2 separate regions of the Sus scrofa genome follow, and region 2 is linked to region 1. Evidence: chromatin contacts called from public promoter capture Hi-C data. All regions are on one chromosome and are shown on one strand. The core of a region is the stretch at or near the end of the contact, and the rest is flanking DNA. Distances in the headings are between cores, read along the strand shown.

Evidence for each region. Promoter capture Hi-C pulls out the DNA fragments that hold promoters and counts their contacts.
Region 2: a contact with region 1 is called in a promoter capture Hi-C map of fetal liver, with 3 times the contacts expected there. The contact joins the promoter of KIAA1549 here to the promoter of FMC1 in region 1. A contact is called at or near these places in 1 of 5 promoter capture datasets (fetal liver) and 1 of 2 datasets of contacts at active chromatin or transcription factors (skeletal muscle).

What each region holds. Positions count from the first base shown.
Region 1 is chr18:10,348,771-10,353,196 of Sscrofa11.1, forward strand. FMC1 (protein FMC1 homolog) reads right to left here and starts at 1,602. Exons shown (of 2, transcript XM_005657736.3): 1 at 1,413-1,602. The coding sequence starts at 1,550. It overlaps TRNAR-CCU (a tRNA gene), which reads right to left and starts at 2,250; the gene lies at 2,178-2,250.
Region 2 is chr18:10,675,390-10,679,983 of Sscrofa11.1, forward strand. KIAA1549 (UPF0606 protein KIAA1549 homolog) reads left to right here and starts at 1,456. Exons shown (of 20, transcript XM_021078582.1): 1 at 1,456-1,685. The coding sequence starts at 1,517.

The sequences.
Region 1 (4,426 bases), core at 352-2,851:
GGATCGAACCCGCAACCTCATGGTTCCTAGTCAGATTCGTTAACCACTGAGCTGCGATGACAACTCCAAAACCACTGTGGTCTACTTACTCCCTTGGCACCTGTTTATTCTAAGCGCTTGGGCACATGATGGGTTGTACGACAGAACCCATGTGAATCTTATTTGTCATTTTAGGCTAACTTCCTAGAAGCCCCTAATATTGTGGCCTTTTAAAAACTAGTTGAACTTTAGTTCTAAAATTTTGCATTCTTGGACCTCCTGTGTGGCTCACATAACATTTTACATTCTAACTTCCATGGCTCAGAAAAATCAAAAGCACAAGGGTTCTCCGACATCACCCAAAGGACTCTAAGTTTCCTTCCTTCAGGTGAGAGCCGACTCAGCTGACAAGAGCCAAGATCAAGTAAGCAATTAAATGGAAGACTCTTATTTGTGAACCAAGTTACCTAGACTCTAGTAGTTCCTACACATGTGCTTGTACAGGTCAACTGTCCCTGAGCCTCAGTTGCCCCATTTGAGAAAAATGATCTGCCGTCTGATCTTGCTTAAGGGGTAGGTGTGGGTTGGGCAGATTTCTCAAGGGATTTTCCAAGATGGCCTCCCATAAGTTCCTATTTACCTCCGACACGTGGAAAATCGGCACCTGGCCATAAATCGTGTTAATGTTGTAAGTCACAGTACCACCTCAGTAGAGGTTTCTAGTTGACCTTTTTTTGCCGGGGGGGGTGGTGGTGGTGGTGGTGGTGGTGGTGGTGGTGGTGGTGTCTTTTTTGTCTTTTTAGGACCACACCTGTGCCACAGGGAAGTTCCCAGGCCAGGGGTCTAATCCGAGCTGCAGCTGCTGCCCTACACCACAGCCACAAAGCTGGATCCAAGCCACGTCTGCACATACACCACAGCTCATGGCCATGCAGGATCTTTAACCCACTGACCGAGGCCAGGGATTGAACCCACATCCTCATGGATACCAGTCCGGTTGCTACCGCTGAGCCACGATGGGAACTCCCTACTCTTCGAGAAGCTCTGCACCAAAAACTGCCTCTCAGAATAGCTCTCCTAGGGGAAGAGAAGGGTTGGATAGATCCTGTGGTTAGTGACCCTACACTGCCCACCAAAAATATCTTTTGTCCCTCTTTCCACCACTTCAGTTTCTTCTCACTGTCCCCTCCGCACATGCCAATAAAATCCTCAGGGGGCGATTCCACCCTAGGAAGATCTTGCTCTCCCTGGACCCTGGGTTGGCTCTCAGACTTAGGCTGCAGACCAAGGCCGAGGGGCTGGAGCTTTCTGCAGGGAAGCAGGGCCTCAGAAATGAGCGCTCAAGCCCGGAGCGCTGCACTTCCGCCCAGACCGACTCTCCCTCCCTTCCCAGGAAAGCGGAGGCTGGAGCACCCGGACACTGGCTTCCGTACCCGATGTGCACGGAAAGCTTTCACGAGGTACCGATAGGCCGCGGTGTCACGATAGTGTCGGCCCGTGGCCGCGTTCAAGTAGCGCAGCTCCCGTAGAAGGCCTCGCCAAGTGCGCACGGGTGAGCCTAAGGCCGCCATTTTCCTGTCCTCGGAGACCGGGGCGGGGCGGCGCCCTGAGGCCCCTCTTACGCCTGCTCCCCACCCCCCGCCCTGCCGATTAGTGGTACGGTCGCAACAGACTGCTGGCTCCCCCTATTCATTGCAGGGCAGTGGAATGTCTCACTTCCCTTCTTTGAGGAGCATTATTAATCGAACGTCGAGCGACACCTTAAGGAATTAAGAGAAAAGCAAACGAAAGCCGAGTGTAACTGAATACCCTGGAGAAAGGTCAGGCGAGGGAAAAGGAGGTCCTTTCTTGACTGCGTCACTTCAGACGCCATTAACTGACCGGCCGCTGAGTCTGGAGAAAATGAGGGAATGTCGGAAGTGGGTGTCGATTTGAAATAGAAAGCTGAGAAGATATATCTGTTTTTTTGTTTCTAGAGGGAATATCAAAACTCAGCATATTGACTTCCTAGAGATCTTAACAGGACTGCGGCTCAGACAAGGAAACGGGAGTATGTTGATTCTCGCAAACTAGCCCCACACCTAGAAGAAAATCGTAGACACTTTTCTCATCGTTAAAAAGTTAGCATGTGTCACTAAAGTTATGTGTAAGGGGGAAGAGGCAAAAGTTTCACTGAGAAGTTCACCTAAAATTTCAACCACCCCAGATGGGACTCGAACCCACAATCCCTGGCTTAGGAGGCCAATGCCTTATCCATTAGGCCACTGGGGCTGCTGCGAAAGACGTGCTCAAACAACGTATTCAATTTTTTTCCTGCTTTGTACGTCATCGTCACTTAGGTCTTTTTTTTGACCTATCCTAGGAGATCACACTTAGCACCAATATAAAGGGCGAGGCATGCTGGGAGTTGTAGTTCAGAGAACCAAATTCGCGTTACAGCTCCAAAGGCTTTACCCTCGAAATAGCACCGATGCGCCGGACGGAGAACGGGCACGCGCACAGTTTTGCGTATGCGTTTGCCTGCGCGACAGCCCCCGCGCCTGCGCAAAAGGGCACGTACGACAACGCTGAGCCGAAGGCGCTGGAAACGCTTGGGGAATCTGGGAGATTGGCCCTCCGAGCTTCTGCTCCTTTGCGTTTTTTACAGGAAACAGCCGGCCCCTTCCGGTATTGCGGCTTTCCTACCTGCTAGCTCGGCCCCAGCCTGCCGCTAGGTGGCGTTGGTAGCGGTCATTTTCTGTTTCCGGTTGAAACAGGCCATTTCCGCAGAGCCAGGAGTCAGGCAGAAATGGTTACATGGCCTTCTGTGTTGGCGGGCCAGTGGTAAACATGGGGCGGCAGGAAGTAGTTCAATTCATTAGGAATTAGTTAATTCGAAATAATTAGGAGTTAATTTTCTGGTTCTGTTCATTACTGAATAACTTGGACAAGTCACTTCTGAGTTTCACGACCTTACCCTTTGCTTAACATGTCTCAGTGGCTCCGCATTGCCCCTAAGATAAATTTCAGACCACTGGACCCTGCCTAAATTGACCCTCGTCTTTATCTTAACGTTTATGTCTCGCTGTTCATCCTCTGCCCCGTATCTGAACTTCTCTCGTTGTTTTTCCATATTTATGTTATTCTCTTTGTGCGAATCTTAACCATTTGCATTAATTCTATTTACCTTTTGGGCCTCGAGCTTCCTCGGGAAGTCTAGGTCAGACATTTCCTCAGGCCTTTATGGTCAGTATGGCAAGATTAAAATGATTCGCCTCCTCTGCGCTCATCTACATTTTCTAGATTCCCTATGTGATCTTAAACTTTTACAAGCTGCTACTTGTGTCTCAGCCTCATGTTCCACAGCTGCTCAATCTCAGAAATTCCCACTCTTAACAGGTCACTCTTGCTAGGTCCGTGTCAGAGTCCACTTGTTCTAGCTGGGGCCAATTTTGATCACTTTTTCATACTTCGACTGAAATCCAGAATCAACACAAGAGTAAACCAGTGCGACTTAATGTGAATGACTCTCTCCCAGTCACACTCATACTATTCATTTCATTCTAATCACAAGTCTCTGATTTTCAAAAAGCAAATAGGCAGGATGGGGTTAGGAAGAATGCTATCAGTTATTCTTTCCTCAATAGGAATTTGTTGAACTAACTTTCCAAGAGATGGCAAATTTGGCGTTCCCTTGTGGTGCAGTGGGTTAAGGATCCTGTGTTGTCATGGCAGCAGTTTGGGTAGCGCTGTGGCAGGTTCAGTCTCTGGCTGTGGAACTTCCACGTGCCCTGGGTGTGGCAAAACAAACAAAAAGTGAAGCAAAGTACCATATTCAAGCCCGCTCTGAGGAAGCAGGACAATTTATTGGAAGTATAGTAATTGTTGCTATGTTTTGGTAAGGGGCAATGAGATGTAATTCTGAATTCCTTTTTACTGAACTGCCAAAAGACTCCTCTTTTCTTTTAGCCTAAGCCATTTTTACATTAAAGCAAAGTAAATAGTAAAAAAAAAAATGTAAGCTCTGTGTGGCCACTAGTCACCGGAAATGGCCTTCTCATACACCTGTTGCTTTTTACATCAAGCAGTGAAGCTTATATCCCATCCTACCCACTCTTGAATCTGAGTGGCTTTGTGACTAGCTTTAACCAATAAATAGAATGTTCTGGGACGTCTCTGGAACCCCAGGCCTTTACAACTGACAGCTTTAACTCTCTGCTTCTCATCTAGAAACACTGCTCTGAAAAACCCAGCACATGGTAGAGGACTGAGATAAGCCCAGCTGAGCTCTCAGCACTGAGTATCAGTCACTGAGTGAGCCATCGTGAATGTCCCAATCCAGTGGCACCCCCAAATGACTACAGCCTCAGCCAGTGTGGCATGGAGCAGACAGCTGCCCAGCTGAACCCAGTCAACCCATAGAAACATTAAAGATAATAAAATGGTGGTTGTTTGGGAATAATTCCAC
Region 2 (4,594 bases), core at 206-2,705, 330 kb after region 1:
TGGATTTGATCTCTGGCCGGAGAACTTCCATAGCCCACAGGTGCTGCCAAAAAAAAAAAAAAAAAAAAAAAAAAGTCGTCCTTAACTTTTATTTTCAATTCTCTTCCTTGAAACTAACAGGTAGGTACTTACAGATGGTGCCTCAGCCTTATTTTGAGGAAGGGCTATCACTGATTCTCCCATCTTATCACCAGGCACGATGCCTAGTTGGGCTGGAGATGCAAGGCTGGGCCTAGCAGGGGAAGAGGACTGGAGAGCAACCCGATTGCTTTTGTCAATGTGGATGATTTACATTTTCCATTGTCCTCAGAGCTTCCTGGGCAATAAGATAATGCCCTCAATTCACGCCTTTTTGTACCCTGCCTGGTGCAAACGTTCCAACAGGATGCAAAGATCCAAAATTGCATCGACGTTCCAACGCCTCTAAACCATCGGGCGTCCTTGGAGTTAAATGCCTGGCACGTAGCTGGTAGGAGACAAATGTTAACTTTCTTCTTGGCTTTCCTCATCCCCCAACCCATCTCTACTCCCCAAATGCTAATCCTCAGACAGAAGCGGTGCTTTCCCTAAAAGGGCCTGGACGTGCGCGGTTCCCTCCAGCTCTGCTTCAATTCCATTCGGCAGACGCCTTCTGCAGGCCTACTACGTGCACGGGCTGCGGGTTTCCCAGGCCCAGAGCATCTTGTACGTTTCTTTCACAACAACCTGGACAGGAGGCGAGACCTCCAGACAGGCGGCAGGAGGGGGAGAGCTGTGCGCGCGCTTTTCGAGCCCCCTCGACCGCACATCGGGATCCTGGGAAGAGCGCCCGACCTTCCCTGCGCTTTGTCCCGGCAGCAGCCCCGCAGCTGTCCTACAAACGCAGGCGCCCCACGCACACCTGCTGCCCCGCACGGGCTCCAGCGAGAGGAGGAGCGAGAGGCCCGCCGCGCTCGCGCTGGCCCGGTTTTCCGGCTCCGACCCCTCCTCGCGGGCCTCCCTCCCTCCATCCTTCCCGGCGAACCCAGGGCGGGACGCGCGGGGCCCCCGGGGCGGCAGGACCCGGGGTTCGAGCGGCGCCGGCCGCCGGCCCGGCCCAAGCCTCTCGCGTCCCCCCGCGCCTCCTCCCGGGAGGAGGCGGATCCCGGGGGCGGACCGGTCCCCGGCCCCGCAGCCCCCGCGCCCCGCGCCCGCCGCCTGGCTGCCGGGCAGGCAGGCGCTCGGCCGGCCGGGAGGTGGTGCTCGCCTCCCCGCCCCCGGGCCCGCGCGTTGCCGGGCAGCGGCTTGGAGGCTCCGAAGGGGGCGGAGCGGCGAGGCCGGCGTGCGGCTGGCGGCCCCCGTCCGTCCGCGGTTCCGGCCCCCGGCCCGCCCCCGCCTCGCCGGCCTCCCTCCGCGCCGGTGCGCGGCGCCCCGTCCCAGCCGCCGCCGCCGCCGCCGCATCGGCCGTGCCTCCCGGGCCTGAGAGCGCCGAACCGTGAGGCCCGGCCGGGCGCCGGCCGGGCTGCTGGGGGCGCGGCGCCGACGCCGAGGCGCGGCCATGGAGGGGAAGACCCGCGCCGGGGTCGCGCTGGTCCCGGGGCCGAGCGGCCGCGGGCCTTCCGCCCGCCGCGCCCGCCGCCGCCGCCGTCGCCGCCGCCGCCGCCCGGGGCTGCTGCTCCCCGGCCTCTGGCTGCTGCTGCTGGCCGGGCCGGCCTCGTGCGCCCCAGGTAAGCCCCGCCGGGACCCTCCGGCGCGACCCTGCCTGCCTTTATTGCTGTTATTTTCAGAATCTAGCTTTCCCCTCCCATCCTCTTTTATTCTCCACCGCTCCCTCGCTCTCCTTTCTTGAGGTGGTTTTCCATTCTTGTGGGGCCCAGCAAATAAAGGCACGGAGGAAATAACACGAAAAAGGAAGCGAATTCTGGCCAATCTTGCCAAAGGTCTGCAAAGCTATTCTGTTATCCACGGAGCCCCAGGCGGGTCTGGTGGCTTCATTTCAGAATGTGCCTTTATTTTCTGTGCAAAACACAGGCACTGGAATTGTGCTTGTGCATGCCCATGTGAATGTGGTTACATCAAATTTTTGGAAATACTTTATTGTCGGGTCGAAGGGGTGCATTCGGTGTGTGTGCTTTAAAACAGTATTGCATTATTCTGGGCAGCCCAGTGTCCCCCAGATGCCGGCAGCTGGCCGTGTCCCCCAGTGCACCAGGACACAAAGAACATTTAAAGACTATCTCTTGGAAAGCGCCCTGGCCATGGATCTTTCCAGGGAAATAGCTCTTGCTATGACTTCTGCAAAGGCATTAGTACAATAGAGTGTGAAAATATTGTGATTCTTAAGTGTCAGGGCCTGAAAGGGATAAAGGTTGTTTTTGTAGTAGATGCAGTTTACTGGCTGTTCGTCAGCATGGAGTTAAGAGGCATGATTTATGAAGAAGCATGTGGGCGGGTTTTGTTGTTGAGGAAATGATTTAATTCACATTGCTTCTCTGAAATGTTTATTTGTCCACCCCGAGCATACACACAAGATGGTCTGGAAACCATCTCTGAGCTCACACGCTGCGAGCCCGTCATTGCCCCAGCACACACACACTTGGCCACTTTGGGGGCAGGAAAGGTGGGGTGAGTGGTGTGCAGAGCTGCCGCATGCTGAACAAAACCAGAAAGCCGTGGAAGCAACTCCAAATCCTCCCTCCTCACGGGAGCAGTGCCAGAGGACTGCCAAGTGGCTTTGGAAGGAAATGGAACACATTTGAAGGTGTCCCTTGGACCTCACTGTCGGAATTATAACCAGTGCCCCATAGAGGATGGGACAAAAAAGCACAGGGAGGGACTTCAGGGATCATAGAATGGAACTGCTCCTCTACCTAAGAAGGAAAGTGACCGGAGTTCCCGTGGTGGCTCAGTGGTTAACGGATCCGACTAGGAACCATGAGGTTGCGAGTTTGATCCCTGGCCTCACTCAGTGGGTTAAGGATCCGGCGTTGCCGTGAGCTGTGGCTAGGTCGAAGACGCGGCTCGGATCCCGAGTTGCTGTGGCTGTGGCTGTGGCTGTGGTGTAGGCTGACAGCTACAGCTCCAATTAGACCCTAGCCTGGGAATCTCCATATGCCACAGGAGCAGCCCTAGAAAAGGCAAAAAGACAAAAAAAAAAAAAAAAAAAAAAAAAAAAAAAAAAAAAAAAGAAGGAAAGCGACAGGGAGAAATGACTTGCCCAAGGTCATAGGCTAGTTGGTGCGGAGTCATCACTTTTCCATTCTCCTTACTGCTCTTGATCCGTGATATACACCTGAGGCTTCTTCAGAGGTTTCCCGGAGCTGGGCCGAGTCCTGCTGGGGGAGCCACGCCAGAGCTGGGGGGACAAAAATGAGTCTCTTTCAGGCAGTACACAGAGGGTGCAGGAGCCTGACCCAGCTCCTCAGCTCTCAGTCCTGCCCCCGCATGTTCTAGCCTGTGTGTCCAGAAGAGAGGAGACTGGGCTTTCCATGCGAAGACAGCATCAGAGAGAGTGCCCGGGGCTTTAGGAAACAAAGCCCGCAGAATACTAATGGAGTCGTCAGCTGCCGGAGGCGCACAAATTGTTTCCTTATACTGAGCGCTTCCCGTGTGCTAGGTGCCGAATTTTATGTGCATGATCCGGTCACATTGTGCGCTAGGCATCCTTATCCCCATTTCGCAGATGAGAAAGCTAAGGCTTCAGGAGTTTAGGTTAGTTTGACTCCGAACTCCACGTACATAACCCCTGAACAGCTTTGCCCTGTGAACGTGGCCATCTGGATGTGCTGCAGAGGTTGCAGATAACATAGGTGATTCTTTTGATAAGTTTCAAGTAAACGGAGCTTTGAGTACCATGCCTCCACACCTCTCTCTTCTGTACAAGTCTGTTCCTATTTTCCCTAAAGCCTCCATATGAATATTCAATCCAGAGACTTGAAATTAATTATGTTTCCGCTCTGGGGTTGACGTCACCGGAGCAGAGCCGTCATCTTTTCACTAAGTGGTGTATTGGGCTCCTCTGGTTTGCACAGCTGCTTCTAGGCTGGGCATAGGATCGGAACTGGAAAAGGGGAGGACACGGCGCCTGTGCTCGGGAATCCTCTTGGGGGCCCAAAGCCGTACATAAGCAAGTGCAGATCCCTCCATGGACTGTCCCTGGGCAAGAAAGGCAGCGAATGAAAGGGCTCCTTAGGAAAGACGAGTTTGATGATTTTTTTTTTTTTTTTGGTCGCACTCATGGCATGTGGAAGTTCTTGGCCAGGGATGGAACCTGAGCTGCCATGGAGACTTGTGCCACCGCTGCAGCCACGCTGGATCCTTAACCTGCAGCACCACAGGGGAGCTTTAGGAAAGACTTCTTAAAGGTGGCCCTGATCCACTTGAAGGCTGTGAGATCAGTATTGGTGAAGGGTGGCTTCCTAAGTCGGATCCCTGGGCGTGGGGAGTGGTGGGTGAACCTGAGGAGATGCCTTTCAGTTGTTTGGCCCCCGTCTTGTGTCTCTGCCACTAGGACCCTGGGGCTCCGCATCCCGAGTGTTGTATTTTTACCATCAGAGTCGGGGGGTGGGAGAGGCTTTGAGGAGCCCTGCCTTGTTGGTTCTCTTTCCTGAGAGTAAGTGGTGTTGGGAAGTGGCCC